2 separate regions of the Mus musculus genome follow, and region 2 is linked to region 1. Evidence: chromatin contacts called from public HiChIP or PLAC-seq data. All regions are on one chromosome and are shown on one strand. Each heading gives the region's core, a stretch centred on a gene start, on an enhancer-like site or on the middle of the called end of the contact. The rest is flanking DNA. Distances are from core to core; before and after follow the strand shown.

Region 1 (4,452 bases), core at 593-3,092:
GGAGTGCAGCGGCCTGAGGCTGCTTGGAGGCCATGTGGCCAGGGACATGGGTCTCCTTCACTGACCAGTTCTCCTCTATCACATGTCAGGGAACAGCACTTAGAATCCCATCATCCTCAGGATGACAAAGGTGTGTGCTGGAGTCCTGGCCTATCCTTCTGTTTCCCAGAACTGTGACCGGAGGCCTTTCTGAACTCTAGACACCTCATCCAAAGAACAGAAGTGGTTTTTTTTTTTTTTTTTTTGTTTTTTTTTTTTTTGTCTTTTCAACCACCCAGATGTATTGGGAGTGCTGTGTACATGCTATGCAGCGGTGATGAGTTCTTATCAGTTATTACCTCATTTTTGTGGGGTCTCGGCCATCCTGCCGGCCACGTTATGGCTTTGGGGAAGGACTACTTTTGTCCAATAGGAGTCAGAGGGACCTGAAGGATGCAGTACTTTAGTTCACTCCCCTTCCTCCCTGGCCGCAGGAGTTGGGGAGGGGGAAAGGCGGGCTGTTGAAGTCCTCATTTTGTTCGCTGGTAGAACTGGAAGACGGCCTTCTCCTGTTCATACGTCTCAATGGATCCTGGTCGCAGGCGCCGGATCTCAGCAATGGCATCTCCTGCGGCCAAAGCCCGCTCCTTCACCAAGTAGCAGGCTAGCATGGTGCCAGTGCGGCCAAAGCCTAGGGCACAGTGCACTCCAACAGCCTGTGAAGTGGAGACTGATGGAGTAGAGTCCAATGCCCTCCCCAATACTCCCCTGTCCTCACCCCACACATCACAGGCTCTCCAAGAAGTGACATCAAAGCTGTGGGAGGACAGGTGACTAGGAGGCCTCTGGAATGGCTGGTTCCAACTTGGGCTCTCAGCCTACATCGCCTGGCCTCTATCCTGTGCTGTCTTGTATAGTACATCCAGCCACTTGTGGTGCTATTTTTCCTGAAATGTGTCAGTCCAAACTGAGCTGAGGTGCAAAATACTTACCAGGCCCTGAAGATGCGGCATGAAAAAGACTGGACATGCCTCATTAATAATTTGTTTCATATTGATTCTATGTTGAAATAATATTTTTGACTTATTGGATTAGTACAAAATTAACTTCACCTGCTTCTTTTTCATCTTTTTCGTTTTTTGTTTTTGTTTTTTTTTTAAAACGTAGCTGCTAGTAAAATTTAAAATTACAAGTGTGTCTCTATGACATTTGGACCTCTAGTAAAAGGGCTTTGAACTGATTCCGTCTGACATAGGCGCTCCCTGGACTCCTGGAAGGATTTCACTTGACAGTACTCTCTCTCCAGCCTACTTGGCACCACCTCTCCTAGCAGCATAGTTGACTTTAGTCAGGGAGTGGGTCCATCTAGCTCCCACCCCACTTAGCCCTGTCACCCCCGCCCCCAACCCCAGGCTCTCCCACTCTTTTCGGACTCCAGCTCCGGCCCCGCCCACTCATTTCCTTCCAGGCCCCGCCCTCTCGCTCTGGCTCACGAGCGTGCTGACCTCTCCCCGGGCATTGGCCTCGTCCACGATCTTCACAAATTGGTCGATCTGTTCCGGGGACGGCGGGCAAAAGTCAGGGATGCGCATTCGGTGCAGCGTGAGGCCGGGACAGCTGTCACTGTGAGGGGGTCCGCGCTCCGTCAGGGACACCAGGTGCCGCACACCCTGGTCCAGCAGGAACTGGTAGTGCGCGGGCAGCCGGGGCAACGCCAGTCCGGCCAGCCGTCCCGGAAGCACCCAGGAGAAGTTGGGGGGTTGCACGCCCATCGTGGGGGGAGTTTACTCAGGGCGAGGCTGGCCTTTCCTACTCTGCCGGGAGATTGGGTCACCCCCCCTCTGGGGCTGGATTCCGTCCCCGCTCAGCACTTGCCCTAGCGGGCCACGTAGTCTCTTGGACCCTCCCCCGTGACGCTCCTCCCCACCCAGGGTTGGCTGAACAGCGGGGGCGGGGCTAAGACGGCTCCAAGGCAGGCAGAGAAACCCTACAGCCCAACGGACGCGAGCAGGGCACTCGTTGATAGGCTGGGTAATCAACAACAAGCGTGATTATTGCAGCGGGGAGTGAAGGCACTAAGGAAGCCTGGAACCAATTAATTGCTCCTGTAGAGAAAACAGCCCAGGGCTGGGCTCTGCTGCTCCCTGGTGGTGCGTTGGAGCTACTGCATCGTGGGCCAGCCGCCTAACGGCCTGGTCTCTTCATAGTTTTTATACAAGGGGTTTAAATAGTGATAGAAAAATCTACTTCTGCCTGGGCGCGGGTGTGAGTAGGTAATCTCTTCAATGACCAAGCAGTCATGGTTGCTGTCTTCTTGAGTTCTTGAAGTAAGAGGGAACTACTATGTCCCAGACAATAGAAAGTTTTATTTTTCTACTGCCGACAGTAGTTAAAGGATGGGGGGTGGGGAAATATGTGGCACTGGAAATGGTACTCAGGGTAATATAGTAACCACTATCAACAACATAAGGGTTAACAACATTTAAGCTTTTGCTTTGTGTTAGGTACTTGTGCAAATACTTTTTATATATGTTAATTAATCGCCATAAGGTAGGTGATCACAGTAACCCCATTTTAGAGATGAGAAAACTGAGGCACCGAGGAAGCTAAGGAAGATACCATTCTCCAGAATCTCTCTCTCTTTTAAAAAAATGTTTATCTTATGTATATGAGTGCCCTGTAGCTGTCTTTAGACACACCAGAAGAGGGCATCGGATCCCATTACAGCTGGTTGTGAGCCAACTTGTAGTTGCTCAAATTTGAACTCAGGACCTCCGGAAGAGCAGTCAGTACTCTTAACTGCTGAGCCATCTCTCCAGCTCCGAAATCTTGTTTTAAAAATTATTATTATTTTTATTTTATGTACATTGGTGTTTTGCTTGCATGTGTATCTGTGTGAAGGTGTCAGGACTCCCGGAGCTGGAGTTACAGACAGCTGTGAGCTGCCGTGTAGGTGCTGGGGATGGAACCTCTGGAAGAGCAGCCAGTGCTCTTAACTGCTGAGCCATTGTTCTGTCCCCCTCTCCAGAATCTTTTAATGGCACACTTTCCTACAGTCATCCAGGAAATGACAGTGTTACACAGCCATCTTCACATTCTTCCAAACATTTTGTGTTTAAAACCCTGGGTATTTTCTTAACCGGGGGCCTAGGGACATACTGACCTAAGCCCACAAGACCTGGGTATGAAGACATCCTACCCTCCCTTGGTTGCTGGTCATTAGGGTGAAAATCTGGGCCTTGGGAGCCATAACAAGCCAAGATGGGCTACTTGTCTCTTCAATGGGCCAATTAAATAAACCTGCTAGTGAAAGCGGGAGGTGGTTTATTCAGTGTGCTACATTAGTGAGAGAAACAAGGAGGTCCAGTCCCTACCACCCAAGTCTATCTTTAGGGTCCTGGTATGAGGATTAGGCTTAGGTAGAAGGTAAGAGTTATGTATAACTGAGTGTTCCTGGTCAAGGTGTGGTTCTCCATGCCCCCCTTCACCCTAGCCTCTGCTTTCGTCTCTCATACAAGGAGACAAGTTCCCCATCTCTCAAACACCAGGCTCCCAGTCTTTCCCTTCTCCTGCGTGAGGCTCTCGGGGGAAATTCCAGGATCGTGGAGTCCATTGTTTCAGCAACCGGGCAGCGGGAGGGCTGTCCACGGCATCAGCAAAATGGAAGGATTTCTCCTTTCCGAGGTGGATTGCCTGCTCTGGCTCAGTGGGAACGAACCTTGACGGCAGACAGCTGTGTCTGGAAGTAACATTTCCAGGAACTGTCCGTGTGGGCAGATCACTTCTTGGGTTCTCTGCTTTCTCTGTCTACCTTCCACGTGTCAGGGAAGAACTTTCCACGTCTCTCCTCGCCCTTCCGTGCACGTCTCTTATCTCCTTCCTATCCAGCTCCAAGCCTGTCTTCTCCAGTGGGAGGCAGACTCTCTTCTCTAATGAGCCCCTAGGCTGCTCTCAGTGTGTCCTCTCTCCTGTGGGTCTCTGAGGCTGAAAGGTCGTCCATCATCCTCCCTCCTACGCAGGCTTGCCTGTGGAAAGGCCAGTTAGCTCCGAGTGAAGACTTGCTCTCCCTTGTCTGCTCATCCTTCATCTTCTAGAGAGAGAAGGGCTCAGGGTCCATGTCTGAGCTGTGTCCCATTGCAGGTGTCTCCTTTAATTTTCTGTCTCAGCTGAGGGTTTCTGTAAGAAAAGCCACTGCTGGGCTCCTGGCGAGGCTTCCTGCAACCTCGGCAGTCTCTTACACATTATCTACAGGATCTTTCTTGTCTGTTTAGGGCTATCTGGGCCTCAGGAGGGTTTAGGCTCTGTGTACTCTGATCTTCCCACTGTGGAAGTTGCTTTGTTGAGCCAGAGTTTCCTGTTTTTGTTGGAACTAAGACTGATTTGTTGAATCTTTTATTTTTACCAGCGTCTGGACATAGTGTTCAAAAGTGTTAAGTAAATGGACTGAAAAAATAAAGAGAATGCATTGGCAAG
Region 2 (4,452 bases), core at 975-3,474, 1.1 Mb after region 1:
GGCCTGAGATTAGATCCTTGGAACTTTTGTTTTTGTTCTTGTTTTGTTTTTTTGAGACATGGTTTCTCTGTGTAGTCCCAGCTGTCTTGGAACTCACTCTGTAGACCAGGCTGGCCTAGAACTCAGAAATTCGCCTGCCTCTGCTTCCCAAGTGCTGGGATTAAAGGTGTGCGCCACCACACCCAGCTACCTGGAACTTTTATAAAGAAACAACTCCCCAATGTTGTCCTGTGGTTTCCACATACATATTGCGATTTGTATATAATTTCTCACATCTTCCCCCAAAACACACATCAAGTATTCATTAGCCATTCAAAGCAATGAATTTCTGTCATTTGAAGTTTGATTGAATTTGACTGAAACGGGTGATAAGTATGTTAAGTAAAACATGGCAGGTACAGGAAGAGAAACATCTCATGTTTCATTTATTTACAAAAATAAACTTTGTACAAGAATGAAACGGGATAGTGGTCAGTAGGGATGACAAGAGGCAGCAGCACTGGAAAAATGAAGACGTTCAGTAAAGGACATCAAAACTCAGCACAGGTCTCATCCCAAAATAGGAAATCCTAACACATACAATTATTGATTGTTGAAGACAAGGAAATGTTTGTTACTTGGACTAGACTACTACACATTGTAAGTGCAAATTGGCTTTATAATGTGCCATATAAAAATCTTTAAGCTAGAAAAATTAATAAGTCATTTAAACTAAAAATGTAAAAGTATACAGCATTTAGAAGGCAGGGATTGGCAGAAATCTCTGAATTTGAGGCCATCCTGGACTACATAGTCATTTCTAAGCCAATCAATGCTACATAGTGGGACCTTGTCTAAAAAACAAAAGCAAAATAGATCAAAACAAAAAAAAAGCAAAAAATGATACAATTTTTAAAGTGGTTTAGAAAAATACAATACCTTCGAATTGCTGACAAAATACTATTTGATGGATTTAAACATATTAGAAAAATTTGATGCTGAAAGAGCAATTTAAAGGCACCAAAATTCTCTGCTAATATAGGTAAGGACCATCCAAGAAACATCATAAAGCCTGGAGGTTCACTACTTAACAATGAAAGATTTCAACCCAAGAAAAGTGAAACAATTTTAATTATATAATTACCAAATAATAACAAATTTTAGTTTTACAACATTACTCCCAGGACATTAAATAGTACTATGTAGTAAAATACAAAATTAATTGTAGACATTAAAGAGGGTCATGGCAGTGGGTGTCTATGATTCAAGGCCCCAGAGTCTGAGGGAAAGACAGAAGCTGAGGCAGAGGCAAGAGGACTGTAAGTTTGAGGCTGGCCTCAGCTATGTGCCAAGTTATTGGAAACCAGGCTTGGATAATGAAATTATTCTTTAAACAGAACCATTAACAAGCAATAATATGTATTTAAACAGGTATGATATTGTCTATGACTATGGTTTAAAATTTATGCATATCTCAACTACTAAAATTTAGGCAAAACAGGATAAAAAAATTAGAAAAATTACAGAAGAAATTAGTGACAGTGAACAAGTTTAACTTTCCTCATTAGTATTCACCTCCATCATGGCATGAAGAAGAGAGTATGGCAAATATTGTCTCTAACATCTGATATAGAAGGGAGCTAAGAGGAGAGCTAAACATAAAAATGTCCACAGTCTATTTAAATAACTGTGTTAACAAAAGTGGGACATTTTTCTCTACAGGCTAATGAGAGTTCTCAAGTTTTATATGAATCTCAGTTTTGTATATTCACAAAACTGGAAAGTGTGGTTTTCATTTAACATGATTTTAGTTATCAATATTTTTTGTTTCTGTCTTGTCTTTTACACAGTCCTTCACCACAAACACCTTACTCCCATGTCTTCTCTAGTGAAGATAAATGAAGAACAGTGATAAACACTAACTCATGAAAAGTCATAGGAATAGAGGAGGCATCTTTATTCTGTCATCGGCTGTCTTCCTAGTGAAGCATCGGAAACCAGCTACAGCAGGTTCAAGGCTGTGAGTGCAGCTGGCACCAGCCTTGGTCCTCCACCATTCAACACTGATTTTTTTCTATGGTCTTTTATATTTCACAGATAGATCTGATCACATGTTTAAGAAACAAACAGAACTCACCTTCCTGGATATTTCTGCAGTGATGTACAGATCCTGAGACCTTCACCGGGTCAAGAAGTGGCCTGCTTGGCTTGAGTAGGTAGGCAGCTAAGTCAGTAAATAAGAAACTGAACAGTTGGGTGTAAAGGAAGATGGTAGTGATTACAACACTCTCAGAGTTGTTTCATTTCTTGAACAGCACTGGCTGTCTCTCCCTGTGCTGTCTCCCTTGGGTGAGAAGTGCTGAATCAGCCAGGCCTCCTCCCAGTTTCGTTCATAGCTTTCAATTTCCCTGGCTTTGGAAACATCTTAACTTCCTGTAAACACTGTGGTCACTATGAAAAAAAAAATCACAGCTTAGTCAGGCTCACATTCTTTTCTGATGAATCTCACTAAATAAGAAAGCCCTAACCTTACAACTTTTGTAGCAAACGGATGTACACTGGCCACTAGACACAAAATTCACATACATGGTACAACCAGATCAAGGTGTTAAAACTAGCTGACCAAGGTTCTGCTCTACTTAGATAGGAGTCCTGGACAGCTAAGGTGGAGTTTTTTTTATTGTAGTAAAGTACTCAAGGCCCAGGGAAGAGTCTAATACGCTCAGGGTTTATAAGTATCAAGCCCTTCGGAAGCCAGAGAATTGTGGTTTTGAGGTTTTGCACAGACAGGCTGGTCTCCAGTTGAGCTGAGGTCTGAACTCCAAAGGGTGATAATTCAGCTACATGACACAGTAGGCATTCCCTTATGCTGCTGGAACTCTGGCTCCTACCTAAGTTACCTCCCCCCACAGACCCCACAAGAGAAGCATGGGTAGAAGTCATGTAGGCAATGGCCCAAGCTTCTGACCTTCAGGCTAAACTCCTCCCCAGTTACCTAGCAACAGTAAAGACCATAAAAAGGGCTGTTCAGCCCCTGTTTGCTATCTTACTTGTCTCTTCTCTTACTCCTTTGTTCTCTTAACTCTCACTTCTCTCACTCTTCTCTCCTCTTTCCTTTCTCTTTGTCTTCTCCTCTCCTCTCTCTCTCTTACTCTCTTTCTCTCTAGCCTTCTCTCTCTCTCTCTCTCTCTCTCTCTCTCTCTCTCTCTCTCTCCTTCCCTATTCTCTCTCTCCCTCCTCTCTCTCTCTTTTTCTAGCTTCTCTGTTATACCCCTACATTTCTATAATAAAGCTCTAAAACCATAAAGAGTCTCTGCTCATCAAAATCTGCTACCCTCACTCTCGCAAGTTTTGGGAACCTCTCTTCTGCCATCCTTCCCTCCTATAACCATAGTGGCTTTAGCAAAGTAGCTCAAGGGATCCCAGGTAGGGCTGCCCCTTGGCCACCCCCTGAAGAGTGGGTCAGAGGTTTGAATGCCCACCCAGGGCTGAGTGGAAAGTGTATGGCAGCTCTCCCACACCTGACAGACCAGAGAATAGGTAAAACTCTGGGGGTGTGGGTTTTCTCTTCCCCCTCTTCCCCTGGGCCCCCTTTTTAGTTCCCAACAGCTTGTGGTTCTGGGATTTAACCACCAACTGCCAACAAGGTACTTGGAAGTTTTCATAATGAACTTCTGAAAGCAGCAGATGAAAGACAGTTTCAAACAGACAGTGCCTTTGTGACCCTGGGACCTCGAGAGTGGCTGGTGTCACAGCTGAGGTGTTATAGTTCTTGGCCCTTAAGGATTTGCAGCTGTCTGCAATGCTCCTGGTTGTCAGTCAATAGTACCTCAGTCTTCAGCTCTTCATAGCCTTGCTTGTCTTTATCTCTGACAGCTCTATGTCAGCTGAAGATACTGTCTTGATTTCTTCAGCTGCCTTTTCATCACACTGACCACTGTTATGACTATCCCACTTCTACCACTCTATTTTCTCTCTTTTTAATATTTTATTTAATCTTCTCTTTTTACACTCCATATTTTATCCCCCCCCCCGCCCCTGGTTCACCCTCTGATTGTTCCCCACCCCATACCTACTTCCTGCCACCCTGTCTCCACAAGTATGTCCCCAACCCTATCCCTCACCTCTCTAGACCTCCCCATTCCCTGTGGCCTTCAGTTTCTTGATGGTTAGCTGCATCTTCTCAGACTGAATCCAGATCCATCAGTGTTCTACTGGATATGTGTTGGGAGCCTCATATCAGCTGGTGTATGCTACTTGGTTGGCGTTCCAGTGTCTGAGAGATCTCGTAGGTCGAGATTAAATGAGACTGCTGGTCCACCTACAGGGTTGCCCACCTCCCCAGCTTCTTTCATCTTTTCCCTGATACAACCCCATGGGTCCACATCTTCTGTCCATTGGGTGGGTGGAAATACCTGCAGTTGACTTTTTCAGCTGCTGGTTGGGTCCTTCGGAGGGCAGTCATAATCGGTC

The links. HiChIP or PLAC-seq counts read pairs in DNA pulled down with a chosen protein or histone mark.
Region 2: a contact with region 1 is called in a FOXA1 HiChIP or PLAC-seq map of pancreatic cancer cells. The contact joins the promoter of Ifi204 here to the promoter of Dusp23 in region 1. A contact is called at or near these places in 1 of 39 promoter capture datasets (pre-B cells) and 1 of 115 datasets of contacts at active chromatin or transcription factors (pancreatic cancer cells).

The regions. Positions count from the first base shown.
Region 1 is chr1:172,631,132-172,635,583 of GRCm38.p6, forward strand. Dusp23 (dual specificity phosphatase 23) reads right to left here and starts at 1,843. Exons shown (of 2, transcript NM_026725.2): 1 at 1,485-1,843; 2 at 1-695. The coding sequence starts at 1,751. The coding sequence ends at 510. It overlaps Gm35601 (a long non-coding RNA gene), which reads left to right and starts at 1,849. Exons shown (of 5, transcript XR_001779542.2): 1 at 1,849-2,010.
Region 2 is chr1:173,764,695-173,769,146 of GRCm38.p6, forward strand. Ifi204 (interferon activated gene 204) reads right to left here and starts at 2,225. Exons shown (of 9, transcript NM_008329.2): 1 at 2,117-2,225.